Regions from separate parts of the Rattus norvegicus genome. Here regions 1, 3, 4 and 5 are each linked to region 2. A link is a contact called in public Hi-C data. All regions are on one chromosome and are shown on one strand. The core of a region is the stretch at or near the end of the contact, and the rest is flanking DNA. Distances in the headings are between cores, read along the strand shown. Region 1 has its middle 130 kb from the start of Btg1. Region 2 has its middle 130 kb from the start of U2l1. Region 3 has its middle 68 kb from the start of Btg1. Region 4 has its middle 230 kb from the start of Btg1. Region 5 holds the start of Btg1 (BTG anti-proliferation factor 1).

The links. A called contact is a pair of places that touch in the nucleus more often than the background predicts.
Region 1: a Hi-C map of liver shows a contact between it and region 2, with 6 times the contacts expected there. The contact joins two enhancer-like sites. A contact is called at or near these places in 3 of 12 Hi-C or Micro-C datasets (Schwann cells, kidney and liver) and 1 of 1 datasets of contacts at active chromatin or transcription factors (oligodendrocytes).
Region 3: a Hi-C map of liver shows a contact between it and region 2, with 4 times the contacts expected there. The contact joins two enhancer-like sites. A contact is called at or near these places in 2 of 12 Hi-C or Micro-C datasets (kidney and liver).
Region 4: a contact with region 2 is called in a Hi-C map of Schwann cells, with 4 times the contacts expected there. The contact joins two enhancer-like sites. A contact is called at or near these places in 1 of 12 Hi-C or Micro-C datasets (Schwann cells) and 1 of 1 datasets of contacts at active chromatin or transcription factors (oligodendrocytes).
Region 5: a Hi-C map of liver shows a contact between it and region 2, with 5 times the contacts expected there. The contact joins the promoter of Btg1 here to the enhancer-like site in region 2. A contact is called at or near these places in 11 of 12 Hi-C or Micro-C datasets (the A7r5 cell line, the Rat2 cell line, Schwann cells and 7 more) and 1 of 1 datasets of contacts at active chromatin or transcription factors (oligodendrocytes).

Annotation. Positions count from the first base shown.
Region 1 is chr7:33,352,463-33,355,162 of GRCr8, forward strand. No RefSeq gene overlaps it. Among named protein-coding and RNA genes, the nearest start is that of Btg1, 130 kb to the left of the region's middle. Within about 2 kb of position 1,344, at least 1 of the 93 cell types and tissues checked has an H3K27ac peak or open chromatin away from gene starts, as enhancers often do. A contact at or near this core is called in liver, where this site is marked.
Region 2 is chr7:33,964,937-33,967,636 of GRCr8, forward strand. No RefSeq gene overlaps it. Among named protein-coding and RNA genes, the nearest start is that of U2l1, 130 kb to the left of the region's middle. Within about 2 kb of position 1,390, at least 79 of the 93 cell types and tissues checked have an H3K27ac peak or open chromatin away from gene starts, as enhancers often do. A contact at or near this core is called in the A7r5 cell line, Schwann cells, liver and 1 more, where this site is marked.
Region 3 is chr7:33,294,775-33,297,474 of GRCr8, forward strand. No RefSeq gene overlaps it. Among named protein-coding and RNA genes, the nearest start is that of Btg1, 68 kb to the left of the region's middle. Within about 2 kb of position 1,282, at least 5 of the 93 cell types and tissues checked have an H3K27ac peak or open chromatin away from gene starts, as enhancers often do. A contact at or near this core is called in liver, where this site is marked.
Region 4 is chr7:32,996,073-32,998,772 of GRCr8, forward strand. No RefSeq gene overlaps it. Among named protein-coding and RNA genes, the nearest start is that of Btg1, 230 kb to the right of the region's middle. Within about 2 kb of position 1,344, at least 8 of the 93 cell types and tissues checked have an H3K27ac peak or open chromatin away from gene starts, as enhancers often do. A contact at or near this core is called in Schwann cells, where this site is marked.
Region 5 is chr7:33,226,704-33,229,403 of GRCr8, forward strand. It overlaps Btg1 (BTG anti-proliferation factor 1), which reads left to right and starts at 1,446. Exons shown (of 2, transcript NM_017258.2): 1 at 1,446-1,593; 2 at 2,390-2,700. The coding sequence starts at 1,446. It overlaps LOC102550725 (a long non-coding RNA gene), which reads right to left and starts at 922. Exons shown (of 3, transcript XR_005486879.2): 1 at 452-922.

The DNA of each region.
Region 1 (2,700 bases), core at 94-2,593, 610 kb before region 2:
GGCAGTGTTACACAGAGAAACCCTACCTTAGGGGCGGGGCGGGGCGGGGCGGGAAAGGGCAGGTAGGGAATCCTGCTGCAGTTGATGGGCTTCACAAACCTTTGAATGGAGATTTCATTTGATGTATCCATGGCGCATCATGTTCCATGAGCACAGAACTTTTCAAATTTGATGTTGCGGACCTCTGTTTTCCTTTCCTCTTCAGGTACACTAGAGGCAATCACACAGCTCCAGGTAGAGAGAAGACTCTCAAGGCCTGGTGCCATCTCACTCAGACTTCGTGCCTGTGTGTATGTTTAATTTCCCTTGAATTCTTTTAGTAATATCTCAAAAGGAAACAAAATAAACAAGAATTTAATCTATTCTGTTTATCTGGAAGCTTTACTCTTAACCTCATAAGGTTTTTCAACATAATTAGTTTTGACTACAGAGTTTATCAGCATTTATAGGTTTCTCAAAAAACAAAATGAAGGGCACATTCATTTTCTTATGCTTCACCAACTACAAATTTGAGATCATTTGAAATTTTAATTCTGAATTATAATAAAATAATAACTTTATACTCTGCATCAGTGATTTAAAATGGTTGAAACTGAATCGCGTCTTTAATTTTTTTTATGTGGAATATTTTCTTCTCTTGGCTTCTTACTTTTATTGGGACATGTATTTCAATGCATATTGATTCGGGTTTTAAGATCTTGTCTGCTGTGACAACGAGGATGAGACAGAGACCCTGGTAGGAGGAGGTCTGAATTGCAGATGGTCTCAAGGGTGCCACTGAGTGACTGGTGGACCATGTCTGTTTGGTCTGAGCCACAGTTAACTGCTGTCATTTCTGGGCTAACTGTTCTTTTTCTCACTTACCTCAGGACACAGAGGGGCCGTTTGGTAGACCAGCATACTAACTCTAAGTGCGCAGTACCACTTAGTCCTAGATAGAAGTTGTCCGTGACCTTCCTGCCTGAAGTGCTCCTCACCATCCACTCTGAGCTATTTGCCTATGAGTCTTTCTGCGCCAGTTCCTGGGTTTCACAGTTCTGACTTTGAGGTGGTTCACCATTCCTTCTGATTTCCAATGCTCTTATGAAATTGTGCATTTATTTGATTTCATCAGAGTAATTGGGATAGGTAGAAATGTCTGTTCAGTCTGCCTTTTGCTCCTTTCTGGACAGACAGACAGACAGACAGACACACACACACACACACACACACACACACACACACACACACCCCAAACCAACAGTTAAATTCTAACCCTGGTTTTCACTTCTTGTGTATGCTCTGTCCAGTGGCAAAGAGTGCATCACCAGGACAAATTGCACTGGTGCTAGTGGCTTCTGAAAAGCTATGATGGCGTGGAGGAGAGCCAGGACCCATGATGCAAGTGGCATTGCCCAAAACAAGTTTCTTTAAATGTACTCACTTCAAAAGGACTTTATACGTCTCTTTAGCGAAATCGATATTTTCCCACATGTTTAATTGACAGCCACACCATTTTCTGGAATAGCATTACTAAATTTCTTGACATTTTAACCAGTACAAAGATTAACTAATAGTGTATTAGGAAGTTCTGTGTTGAAATCTTGTAATGTAGTCCAAGCTGGCTCCTGCCTTTTCTTCCTGTGTATTGCAATCACAGGCATATATCACTCTCTGCCTGGCCAAACATGTTTTCCATCAAATGCACTATTTTAAGAAGGCTTCCTGCATTCCTGTTATTTGACTTGTGAGTTGGAGATTTCTTGCTGTGTAGTTTCAAACTCTTGATCCTCCCGCCTTATTCTCTTGAGTTCTGAGAAGACAAGTGTGTACTATCAGACATGGCTATTCCTCCATTCTTTAAGGTAAACTGTTTTTATCCATTGGTGAGAACTACTGATTTTTATCATGGACTTCTCCTTTTGAGATTATAATGTAAAATCTAAGAACTTCATTGATCTATAAAACATCCTTTTCGTTCTCGTGTGGATTAAGGTTAAGGTTAGAGTTAGCATCCTTGCATAGTACGAGCTAAATCCACGCTATGATTCATGATTTTCCTGAGGCAATGCAGTGTTCATAGACTAAAGAATTGGTGACTTACTTTGCCCAAACCGCTCTCCAAGTTTCTAGTTCCAATTTCATTGCCTATGCAGGAGAAGTAGGCAATATTTTGCTAAAGAGAAAGATCATTCCTTGTTAATATTTCTGACAGCTTGCAGTCTGTTCATTGGGAGCTTGCTTATTCCAACTTCTCGAGATCTGTCTGGTTCTGTGTTGCCAGTGCGATTGTTGCTGTCTTGCTCAACACCCGTGATTCATGCACATCCATGGGTATCTTTATATTTGACTTGGAGCGTCCTCTGATGTGTGCATTATCACTAGGTCAGATCTCTCTGTCCTGGGACACGTATTGGCTCTTGTTTAGTTTTGAGTACAAACAAATCTGGAGCAATAAAATGGCCCAGGGTATTTTGCCCTTGCAAGGAACATACTACACAGCTCATGCCAAGTTTTTCATGGTTTTTGTGAGAAAATTTTAGGTGCAGCAAAAGAGATGATTGGTTACATTCTCACAGCTGATTAGCTCCAACACAGAGTGGTATAAAGTGTGTGTGTGTGTGTGTGTGTGTGTGTGTGTGTGTGTGTGTGTGTGTGTGTGTGATGGGTGGGAAGAGAAGGCCTTAAAGATAATTCTTGTCACTGCTTTGAGTCAGATGA
Region 2 (2,700 bases), core at 140-2,639:
GTTGACTCTGTTGGTCTTCCTGTGGAGTTCCTATCCCCTTCCGGCCCACAATCCTCCTATTCTTCCATAAGAGTCCCCAAGCTCCACGTTCTGTTTGGCTGTCCGTGTCTGTATCTGTCTGAATCAGCTGCTGGGTGGAGCCTCTCAAGGGCAATACACTCCTGTCTGCAAGCATAGCAGAGGATCTTTAATAGTGTTAGGGATTGGCGCTTGCCCGGGGGAAGGGTCTGGCATCGGGGCAGCTTCAAGGCCTGGAGCTGAGCAAGTATAGAACATGACCAATGCGGTATACATACGGTGGCCAAACGCTCTTCCACTGCCGCCACCTCACGCTATTTCTGTTAAAGCTCCTGGGCTCCCTACCACAATTATACCTACCTGCCCAACGATCAATTCCTCTAGCTGCTGTTAGGACAACCCGATTAAGCAAACTTCATAAAAGTCACAACAGTGCTTAAGGGAATAGACGTTGTTTGGAGCTATCGAATGCTGACTGCGTGCATGCACACAATCACACCGTCTTCTGGGAGTACAGTTGTTGAGAAATATAATTAATAAGTAAATTTTATTCTTTGTCTTTTAGTTCCTTATAAATGTGTACAAAGCATTATAATTGAGCGTAATAGGAAACAGAAAAGTGCACTGCTCTTTCAGTTTTGCTAGATGAATATGAATGGAAAAACCAGCTTCCAATATGTGCTTTGGAATAATCTTTCACAGATAAATATATTATGCTTTTTCCCAAACAGAAAATATTTGGGTATCGTGGGTTTAACACACCCAATTAGACTATAAACTTTTGTTCCTATTTTACCCAGAAGCTTGGCTTTTTTAGATGCCACACCAGGAGTAAAGGTTTGTTAGGTTTCGTTTATGAATCCTGTATCGTGAAATCTATGCTCAAGAGGAAAACGTGTGCTGAACAGATAGTTTTCTCTGTGGTTAATATGTAAACCATGTATGATCTGAATTCTTTTGCCAAAACACGTCTGGACTGGGTACATTACACGGGTTGCTCGCATAAAAATGTTGGAGACTATAAGGCATCAGTGACACCATTTTATTGTCGTTATTGTAATCTAGTTTAAAATCGCGATGTGGTTTAGGAGAGCCTGTCTTAAGTCACAATTCCAAGTTCCTGTACGAACATTTGTCTTCTGTGGCACTAAATTCCCTGTATAGTAAATCTTGTTTTCAGTTGCTTTGTCCCATAGTGTTGATCAAAAGCCATGCTTAAGGATTTCAAATAGCGACAGCGCCCCCCATCCCTCCTCTTTGGTCTAAAGGTACCCATCACATCCTATTTCTTTCCTTAAAGATTACAGAGAAGCCCACGCAGTAGAGATTCGTCTACTGTGCAACAGCGACCCCTGGCGGTCCGATGCTTTCAAGGCGGCCAGCACCCAGAACTGTCTCCCATCAAGTCCCTCTTTGTTTTCCTAATCTAGAGAGCTATCAGTACACGGACCAGGAACTGTCTTTGAGAATGTGGGCTGTGTTTGATATCCAGAATCTACAGCTCAAAGTTTCACTACTCACTGTGCACAAATCATAGGTCTTTGTTTTCTCTTTGTGACATTTAATAAGAAGAGGTTTTTTCCCCTTTCTTCTTGCCAACGAATCGTAACAGCAAACGAGCACGTTAGTCAAAAGTCTTTGATGACTTTTTGTTTGGGACGAGAAAATGCCTGAAAAGTAAGTAAAAGTCTCGGGGACGTCGGGAAAGGAAAAGAATAATGCTTGTAGCACGAACACCCGCATGATTCATCGGTAAAAGCTAAGCGCTGGTTTCATTTCTTTTGTAGATTTCCCCTGCTCCCCCTCACTCCACCCCCCTCTTTGTTCCGCTTCAAACCTTTCAGAGGGCTAAAATGCATTATTACCTTGTTAAATCTCTACCCAAATCATTTCTACAGCCCGAAGCTGTTTTGACATGGGTTGAGCATCTCACACACACAAAAGAATTGCTTTTGTTCCCAGAAGCTCTCATTGGCTGAACGGCCGCCCTTACGGACCAATCAGAATCTAGTTGTCAGGCTTGGCAGGCTATTTTTAACCCAACACACAAAAACACTGGGTCTTGGAGGCAGTCCGCTGTAGAATGAAAGTCTCCATAGTAAAAGGCAACAGCTGAATGTGTTTTGGATGTCACGGCGTGTTTGACATTTTCTCTTTAATTCCGTATACACTGTTACATTAGCATGTGCTTTTTGTAAACAACTAAGTCAGAAATGGACCTGCGCCTCCTCTCCTCTCCCCTCCTCCCCCGGCTCTGAATTACCCTTTTAGGAAAGGAAAGCCTAAAATATATTGTATTCAGGCTTGATCCAAAAACAATTCACGATGTGTGGAGATAACTCTCTCTCTCTCTCTCTCTCTCTCTCTCTCTCTCTCTCTCTCTCTCTCTCTCTCTCTCTCTCTCTCTCTCTCTCTCTCTCTCTCTCTCTCTCTCTCTCTCTCTCTCACACACACACACACACACACACACACACACACGAGTTTTTCAATAGGAGTACCTTTTTATTTAACAAGGGATTTTTGTAGATTTTTTCATCTTGGGTGGACTAAATTTTCAGCAGTGTCTGGATTAGAGTTACAGTGATATCCATCTTTCCCCCTTACTTTTTAAATATATATAATTAATACAATATGCATATACATTATGTGGGGCAACTAAAAATATAAATATTCAGTGCGGGG
Region 3 (2,700 bases), core at 32-2,531, 670 kb before region 2:
GGTTAGTTTGTTATTTTCACTGTAGTTTTCTAAAAGTAAACAGCTACATACAGGACTTGCAAAAGAAGATCAACAAATGCAACTCTCACTTCAATTATGAGAAATTGATTCAAACCTGACAGTGCTTGTGAGAGTGAGAAAATAGGAGATATTTGAAGTTTTCACTGGTTATTCTAGGATTCTTTCTGACAGTTCCAAAATCTGTCACACACCCTGTCCCCAAAGGGTGATTTCCTAAAAGGCATCCTTACAAAGTCCTGAAGAAGATACCTTAGGTTCTGTGACAAGGCAATAGCTTCCTTTAGGTTCCACTAGTTTTGATTTTAACTGTTAAAAAGTTACACACACACCCACACCCCTCACCCCCATCCCTCTAGTCATATGACTGTTTTAAATGTGCCACCAGCTGTCTGCCAACGAGAGACCCAGAAGAGAAACTGTTACTGGCCTCCCCCCAGAGAGACCTCCTTTATCTCAAAGAACTGAATTGCCAGGTGGAATTGAGTAAACTCTGGGGTTGCAACACAACTGAGGCATAAAGTTCACCATCAACGTAAAACAGCCAAGCCAGTTCTGCTTTTTAATGTCCTCTAAACTGAAGGGACAGAGCAATATAAACAAGGGTGAGGCCACAGCCACGGGGGAGTGAGAGCCATGTTATATTGACAGCTAATGAGTGAACAACAGCTCTGTCATCTTTATGTGCAGGATACTGCCTTGTTTATATGTCCCCAAAGTTTGCTGTGAAATCCCGGCCAGGAAGAGAAAAGTGTGGAAACTGCAAGAGAGGTTGTTTGTTTCTTGCTGGGTTGCGTGATTCACAGGCTAACAGATTGAAAAGAGCTTTGAGGAGAGCAACAAGTTGACACTCCTTGTTTACTTAAGTAAAGATGCTCTAAAATGGGCAAAGTTGAATGGCTTGGGGTTTCAAGTCTAACTTTGTAAAATGGGAGATAGAAACACCTAGATGGTCTGTTAAGATGAACTGTTTCTAACCTGTGTATTTTCCAATGACCTTCTCTCTCCTTTGACCAATGTCACACAGCTTATGTTAGATACAGAGAAGTGATTAGATAATATTTCTTAGTGTCGTGTCTCACTGATGCCCAGCGGAATCTCAGTATACCAGGATAAGAGTCCTTAAGTCTCTCAAATGAATGGACTCTGAGATTTTCCCCCACAGTTAGCTCTTTCAAACCTCCCACCCCCACCCCAGCAGCTTTTACCAGAGCTGCTAATGATTAACCAAAGGAACCGCCTGGATGGAAACTTTTTCAGACCTCTCCAGAGTGAGGCTTGCCAAGAGTAGTGCAGGGGGCAGCCAGAATAAGGAAGAGAAGTGCAAGCCAGGAGTCTGCAAAAAACACACATGTGCAACTGAACGTCTTGGCTCCTGGACAGAAAACGCCTCGAGACACCGAAAGCTCTTTCTCCCTTTGTATATTTACAGATTCAGGATCCAAACTCACAGCACCAGACGATGCTCTGTGTTTCCTCAGTGGTGTTTACTTAATAAGCCTGTCAGTGACTGGCTACAGCCTTGTCTCAATCACTGCCTCTATTTCAGCCATCTTGACCTTCTAAGGGAGACCCACGTAGGGGTTTTGGAAGAGGATGAAGAGAAATCTTTGGGGTGGGGATGGTTGGCTGGGGGCAGCGGTGGTTCATGGTGTTGGAACATAAAACAGTCTGTGCATGGTATTTCTTTATAGATGTTGGCAATCAAAGAATGTTTGAGTTAAGTATGAAGACAGAAGAGAAGCAAGTTACCCATAACTTCTACCTCAAACACTAATGAGAAAAATTTGCTTTGCTATGTGCTGGTTGTGGGAAGAAGGATGGTTGAGTGCCCTTTCATTTACTACTCCCTTCCTCTGATGAAGTTGGGTCAGAGAGAATTGCTGGGTCCCTGGAAAGTCCCCCTGGTTTTTGACAGGACCAGAGTCTACTGTCTTGTTAAAGATAGGTCAGCCCCACCCACTTTTTAGAATAAGAAGTCAAAATACCCTGCTACATACAATGTATTCACATTGATCATTCGATCAACTGACTCCGATCTATCAAATATTAAGAGGTTGTCATGGCCACCCACAAATCCCCAGCTCCTAGCACAGAACAGGAGGGGTTCAGTGGTTTCTTATTGAGCAAATGGATGATAGGCTGGTTTGAAGTTAGTTACCCTTGACTTAGGTGGTTTGCACCAATGTTGGCTGGTTGGATAATATGGCTCCACGTAGGGCAACTGCCTATGCATCACATGCCCCTGTCATGATAAAATGCCTGTCGTAAATACATAGGTTCAGGACAGGGGTGCTTAGCCTGGTGTGCTTGGGCAGAATGTGGAAGGAGGGAGCATGTGATACAGATGGGCAGAGAAAGAGAGAGACAGAGAGAGAGAGACAGAGAGAGAGAGAGACAGAGAGACAGAGACAGAGAGAGACAGAGACAGAGACAGAGAGACAGAGAGAGACAGAGACAGAGACAGACACACAGAGAGAGGCAGATAGAGACAGAGGAACAGAGACACCGAGAGACATACTGTTTCCAAGTAGGCTCCCACCTCTCAGTAAAAGCCATCCTAGTCTGAATCCATCAAGGGTTGGCCCAATCATCAGTTCAGAATCTGATTGTCAACACGGACGCCCCACTCTTGTCCTTTGCTTCCATCCTAGGTGTCATTAAAAAGAAGAAAAGACATGG
Region 4 (2,700 bases), core at 94-2,593, 970 kb before region 2:
TTGCATAGCAAGCACTTTGCCGACTGAGCACTCCCAAGCCGTACCTTCTAATATTTAGAAAAAAGATAGATGGCCTCCATTTCAACATTGGACATGGGCCCAACAAGGCTAAGAACGGTTCTACCTGTGTTTTACAGCTTTCTCATGCAATGGAAACGAGGGAGCTATGAAGGCAGTGGTGCTAATATAAGAATCGACTGACCAGGAAATCAACCACATATACACAATGGACACCTGAAGGGACTTGTTTCTGCTTGACCACACTCTCAGCTCTAAATCCCAACTGTATAACCAATAGATTTTAGGTAAATTTTGCTTTTCTTTTTTTCCCCATTTATTTGTTTGTTTGTTTGTTTGTTTGTTTGTTTTTTTACCTTATTCACATCCCAATGGCTGCCCTCTTCCTCCTTGTTCCACCCTCACACAGTCCCTCTCCTCATCTCCCCTCCCCTTCTCCTATGAGGGGGTAGAGCTCCCCCACCAGTATCTCCCCACCTTTGGTTGTTAAAAGAAAATCCAAGCACAACCTGTAGAATCTCTAATTTCTAACTGGATCATTTCCAATCCACTGTTCATTTGCTTATAGTGGTGTCGAATGCAGTTCAACAATGATAGACTTGATTTAAAAAGTCAGCATCCAAATATCTTGACATTTTTCAAGTCTGAGAATCCAATCCAATGGTAGTGAACAGAGAGGCACGGAGAGGTACAGAGCTACAGAGAAAATAGTTTGATCAGAAACTCAAAGGAGCTCTCATATTGGGTTTTCTCTGACATTATTGATGATAACACCAGGAATTGGCTTCTGCATCTCAGGGAATAACCTGTTTTTCTAGTGGTCATCCAAGCAGAAGGTCTCGGAAAGTACAACAACCAACTCCCCCACCCCACCCCCATGCAAATCCTCCACCAAAATATCACATTGTCAGTTCTGTGTTTCAGACCCAAAAGAGCTATGGCAGCATATTCTCACACTGTTGCTGTTTAATGCTTTATAGATCAATGAAGAACAAGGGACAGCCCGTTTTTCCTGGAGAGTAGCTCCTTTAGAAATTAGTAAGGATTAGTAAACCCTTGTTTAAACATCTCTTTGGAATCACTTTGCAAAGTTTACTTGAAACAATGAAGTTACTGTCCAGCACAGGAGTCTAATTTCCCTGGGAATCACACATTCCTACCTGCTTCCATTGCTTTGTGGTTGAATGTGTATTAAGTCTGACATCCATGTCTAACCCAGAGGGACAAATGGGTTCCTCTTGTAAGCTCTCATTGCCACGGGCTCTATGTCTAATCAGACAATCAATATGGTTAACATGTGCCAACCTCGCCAGCGGAGAATAAGTGAGCCCGTTGAGTCCAGGACGCTGGAGAAAGCGTGTGAGGAAGCTGTGTGAATGGGGTTCATTGTTTGCCCGTGTTTTAAATGTTCTCGTTTTTCACAACATTTTATGGAGAGCTCTTAAAAGGCCTTTATTGATAGAGATACTCATTAAATGTCAGTTTTAAAAGGAGTGTTGTTGATGTAATGTCATACAATCTGCTTTTGCATAAAGCCTTTTTATTCTGGTGTTCTGACAAGGGCTTTGCCATGCCAGCCCTCCCACCAGATCTCAAGACAGAAGCCCTCCCCTTCTAGACGAAAGCTCTGAAACACGGGGCTGTTATTAGATCAGATGCCTTAGATGGCGGGACCTTTGCTGCAGGCTGGCCTTTCACTGTCATAACCAGTCCTCATTTATTCAGTGCACAACCATTTGCTGGACATCTGCCATATAATGTAGAGACCAAAGAAAGGTCGCACTTTTGTTGTCAGTTAGTTATGTATTTTGTTTTTGTTGTTGCTGTTTTGTTTTCTTTTCTAAAGGAGCTGGTATCCTTAGGTTTTAGTGCCAGAAAGAGACATGCAAATTAGTCAACAGTAATGCATTGTGCCAAGTGTGAGAGGGGATGGGGCCTGCGAAGCCAGACAGTTCTGAAAACTGATTCTCCTCAGCACGTGACCTAGATCCTGGCTTAGGGAGGCACTGCAAATGTGGGCACTGGCGAGAAACGAAGAAAGGTAAGCCTGTGACAGCATGCTTGTTAGCTCAATGGAGCCATTCCACATCTTATGCATACAGCAAGCCATCCTGTTACATACCACAAACAGATGCAAATGGGTTGTTAACTGTGAAAAAATTTACGAAGAGAAACAAGACAACATATTAGCAACAAAGGCACCAATGAAATCCTTGGAAGGGAAGAGAGAGAGTGAGGGAAGAGAAGGGGGAAACAAGAGAGGGAAGAAGGGAGGGAAGAAGGCCACATATACCCAGGCTCCGGCACAGCTCAGTTTTGAGGTGGGAAGGTCGCTGAGCTCTCTCAGCATTCCTGGTCTCCCCTCATGGGGTTTGATGCTCGGTCAACTTTGAAAATCACTAGCTGAGTTCAGATTCTCCAGCTCTGCTACAGATTAGCGTAACCAGGGCAGCTCTTCACCAAACTCCCAGTGCTCAGGCCCCATCCCAGTCCCACAGGCCAAACTCGGATGAGGATGGGTTGAATCCCTAGCACTCCCTACACTGGACAAGGTAACACCTACCAGTAATCCCAAAACTCAGGAGGTGAAGATGGGAGGATCATAAACTAAAGGTTATCCTTAGCTCCAAGGCAAGTTTGAGGCTAGCCTGAGCTACATGAGAGCCTGCATCAGAAAACAAA
Region 5 (2,700 bases), core at 196-2,695, 740 kb before region 2:
AAATATCTATTTCCATCTGGTAGAGTTCAACTTCTGACTCTTGTTTGCTTTTTTCTTCCTGCCTGGACTTCAGTTTTTTCCTCCCTCTCCCCTCTCCTACTTTAATAGAGTTGGGTTAACCCTATTTTGGGCCTAATAGTTTTAGCAGGCTCATGCCTTCCTTCTTTCCAGGCTGTTTTCAAGCAACTTTGCCAGTGAATGAGGGTGTCTAGGTTTAACATTCTGAACAAGGTTCAAGTTTTATTTTTCGTCTGTCTTAATAGCAGCACAACTTTAAAGTTCTGACATTACTTGAACTACAAAAATTTAATAAAAAACAAATTTGGTTGTGTGTATAGTACATATGCATAAAATACATATTATTTTCAAAAACCACCTTCCTTGTTTTGTTTTGAACAGATTCTGTTATATTTTCTTCTGAAATAACAGCCACACCGGCCTTACTTACTACCTGTTTGCCAATTAAACTTTTACAGACACATTTCCACCTTTCCCGGAGCAGTGGGTTCCCGGGTGTCTGCAGCCCCTTAGGGTAATGGCTCGGATTAAGCAGCAGGATAGCTCCTGGGAGCCGGTCCTTCCATTCCCCGCATTCACCGGAGCCCCAGACTCTGCCGCCGCACGCTCCTCCTTCCAGAGCTGCCAGCCAAGCCGTCTGGAGCTGGAATCAGATGTAAAATGGGGTACGCACGGGGCAGGGGCTGCGGAGACCGAACCCCGGTCCTGCCGATCCGGACACACCACCATAATTGAGTCTAGAATCCCAGACCAGAAGCGGGGACCCGGACTGCCGGGTCCCCACTGGCCAGGGTCCGAGGCGGAGTTATCTTGGGGGCGGAGCTTTCACACGCGCCTCCTCGGCCTCTCTCTCCACCCTCCACCGCTCCTGCGTCTCAGGCTGCCACTCGGGGTTTATTTGTTTACAAGCAGATTACGTCAGCTCCTCCCTCTCTTCCCGGCCTCTGGGCACGCCCCCTGGCGGCCCTTCTCCCGCCCCCTCCGGCTCCGAATCTGCCTGCGTCACAATGGTGCGATCTCCGGATTGGCTGGCGTCCTCCCTCACGCTCCAGGTACGCCACTTCCTTTCCGCAGCACTATAAAATGAGCTGCACGGCGGCGGCAGCTCTTCGCCCCTCGGAGCTGGAAATGCAACTCTTGGGATCCTCGGAGGCTACCGAGCTGGAGGCGGAGGCGGCTGGGGAGGTCCGAGCGATGTGACCAGGCCGCCATCGCTCGTCTCTCTCTGTCTCTCCTGCCGCCTCCTGGCTTGAAAATAACTTTTTTACTCTAAAGGAAAGAAAAAAAATCCCCTAGAACCAGTAGCCGTCCGCGCCTCGCGCCCTCGCTTCCTCTCGGCCGTCGGGTCTGGGCGGGAGCCCGGGGTGGCCGCTCCGCCGTCGGGGCCGAGCCCCGGCCGCCCCGGGCCACCCCCGGCCGCCGCCCCCATGCATCCCTTCTACACTCGGGCCGCCACCATGATAGGCGAGATCGCCGCCGCGGTGTCCTTCATCTCCAAGTTCCTCCGCACCAAGGGGCTCACGAGCGAGCGACAGCTGCAGACTTTCAGCCAGAGCCTGCAGGAACTGCTGGCAGGTGAGCGGGTCACGGGACCCGTCGCGGGTCGCCACTAACGGGCGCGTCCCGGTCGTGGCTGGGGGGGGGGGGGCTGGGCGGCAGGGCGCCGCGACACGCACAACAAAGGATCCGAAGCGGTGCGACGCGGAGCTGCGCCCCGACGGCTACCGGCGGGTGGCGGGGAACAAAAGACCCAGGGCCCGGAGTCCGGTCAGTCCCCTCTGCCAGGTCGCCGCGACCGTTGCGAGGGTCGGCGGCTGAGCTCCTGAGTGGCTTGTCGCCGCCGTTCCTCTGACCCGACCCGGCCCGGGACGGACGTGCCAGGGCTCCGCACCTCCTATGCCTCTTGCCCATTAATCATCGGATTTGTCACCGGTACAATTACAACCCAGCCCAGATCTTGGTTTAGAGTTTCTTGGTTTTCTTTCCTTTGGGGTTAACTGACCATAGTGGCGTTGTCTTACTCTTAACCCCCACTAAAGCCATAAAGTCTATTGTATGCGACCCCGTTGGGGTGGAGAAAGTAAACAGGTTCCCGCCCGGTCGCCTGTGCCTTCTAGCTAGTTGGCCATCCCGGGCTGCGCGCGCGATTCCTGTTTTGGCGGCTCAACCGGTCAGTACCCGGACAGTGTTTGCCACACTGCGCTTTTCTCCATTCGGTCTCGCAAGAGCGAATTCAGTCCCGGACATTTGTAAAAGTTGGTGGTTTTGGTTTTCGCTTCTCCAAGAAGCTGACAGGAGGAGGAAAGTAACAGTACAGTACGGCTTAGGTTACTACGGTTCTAAGCATTGTTTCTGTTCTTTCCTTCCACAGAGCATTACAAACATCACTGGTTCCCAGAAAAGCCGTGCAAGGGATCAGGTTACCGTTGTATTCGCATCAACCATAAGATGGATCCTCTGATTGGACAGGCAGCCCAGCGGATTGGACTGAGCAGTCAAGAGTTGTTCAGGCTTCTCCCAAGTGAACTCACACTCTGGGTTGACCCCTACGAAGTGTCCTACAGGATTGGAGAGGATGGCTCCATCTGTGTGCTGTATGAAGCCTCACCAGCGGGAGGTAGCTCTCAAAACAGCACCAACGTGCAAATGGTAGACAGCAGAATCAGCTGTAAGGAGGAACTT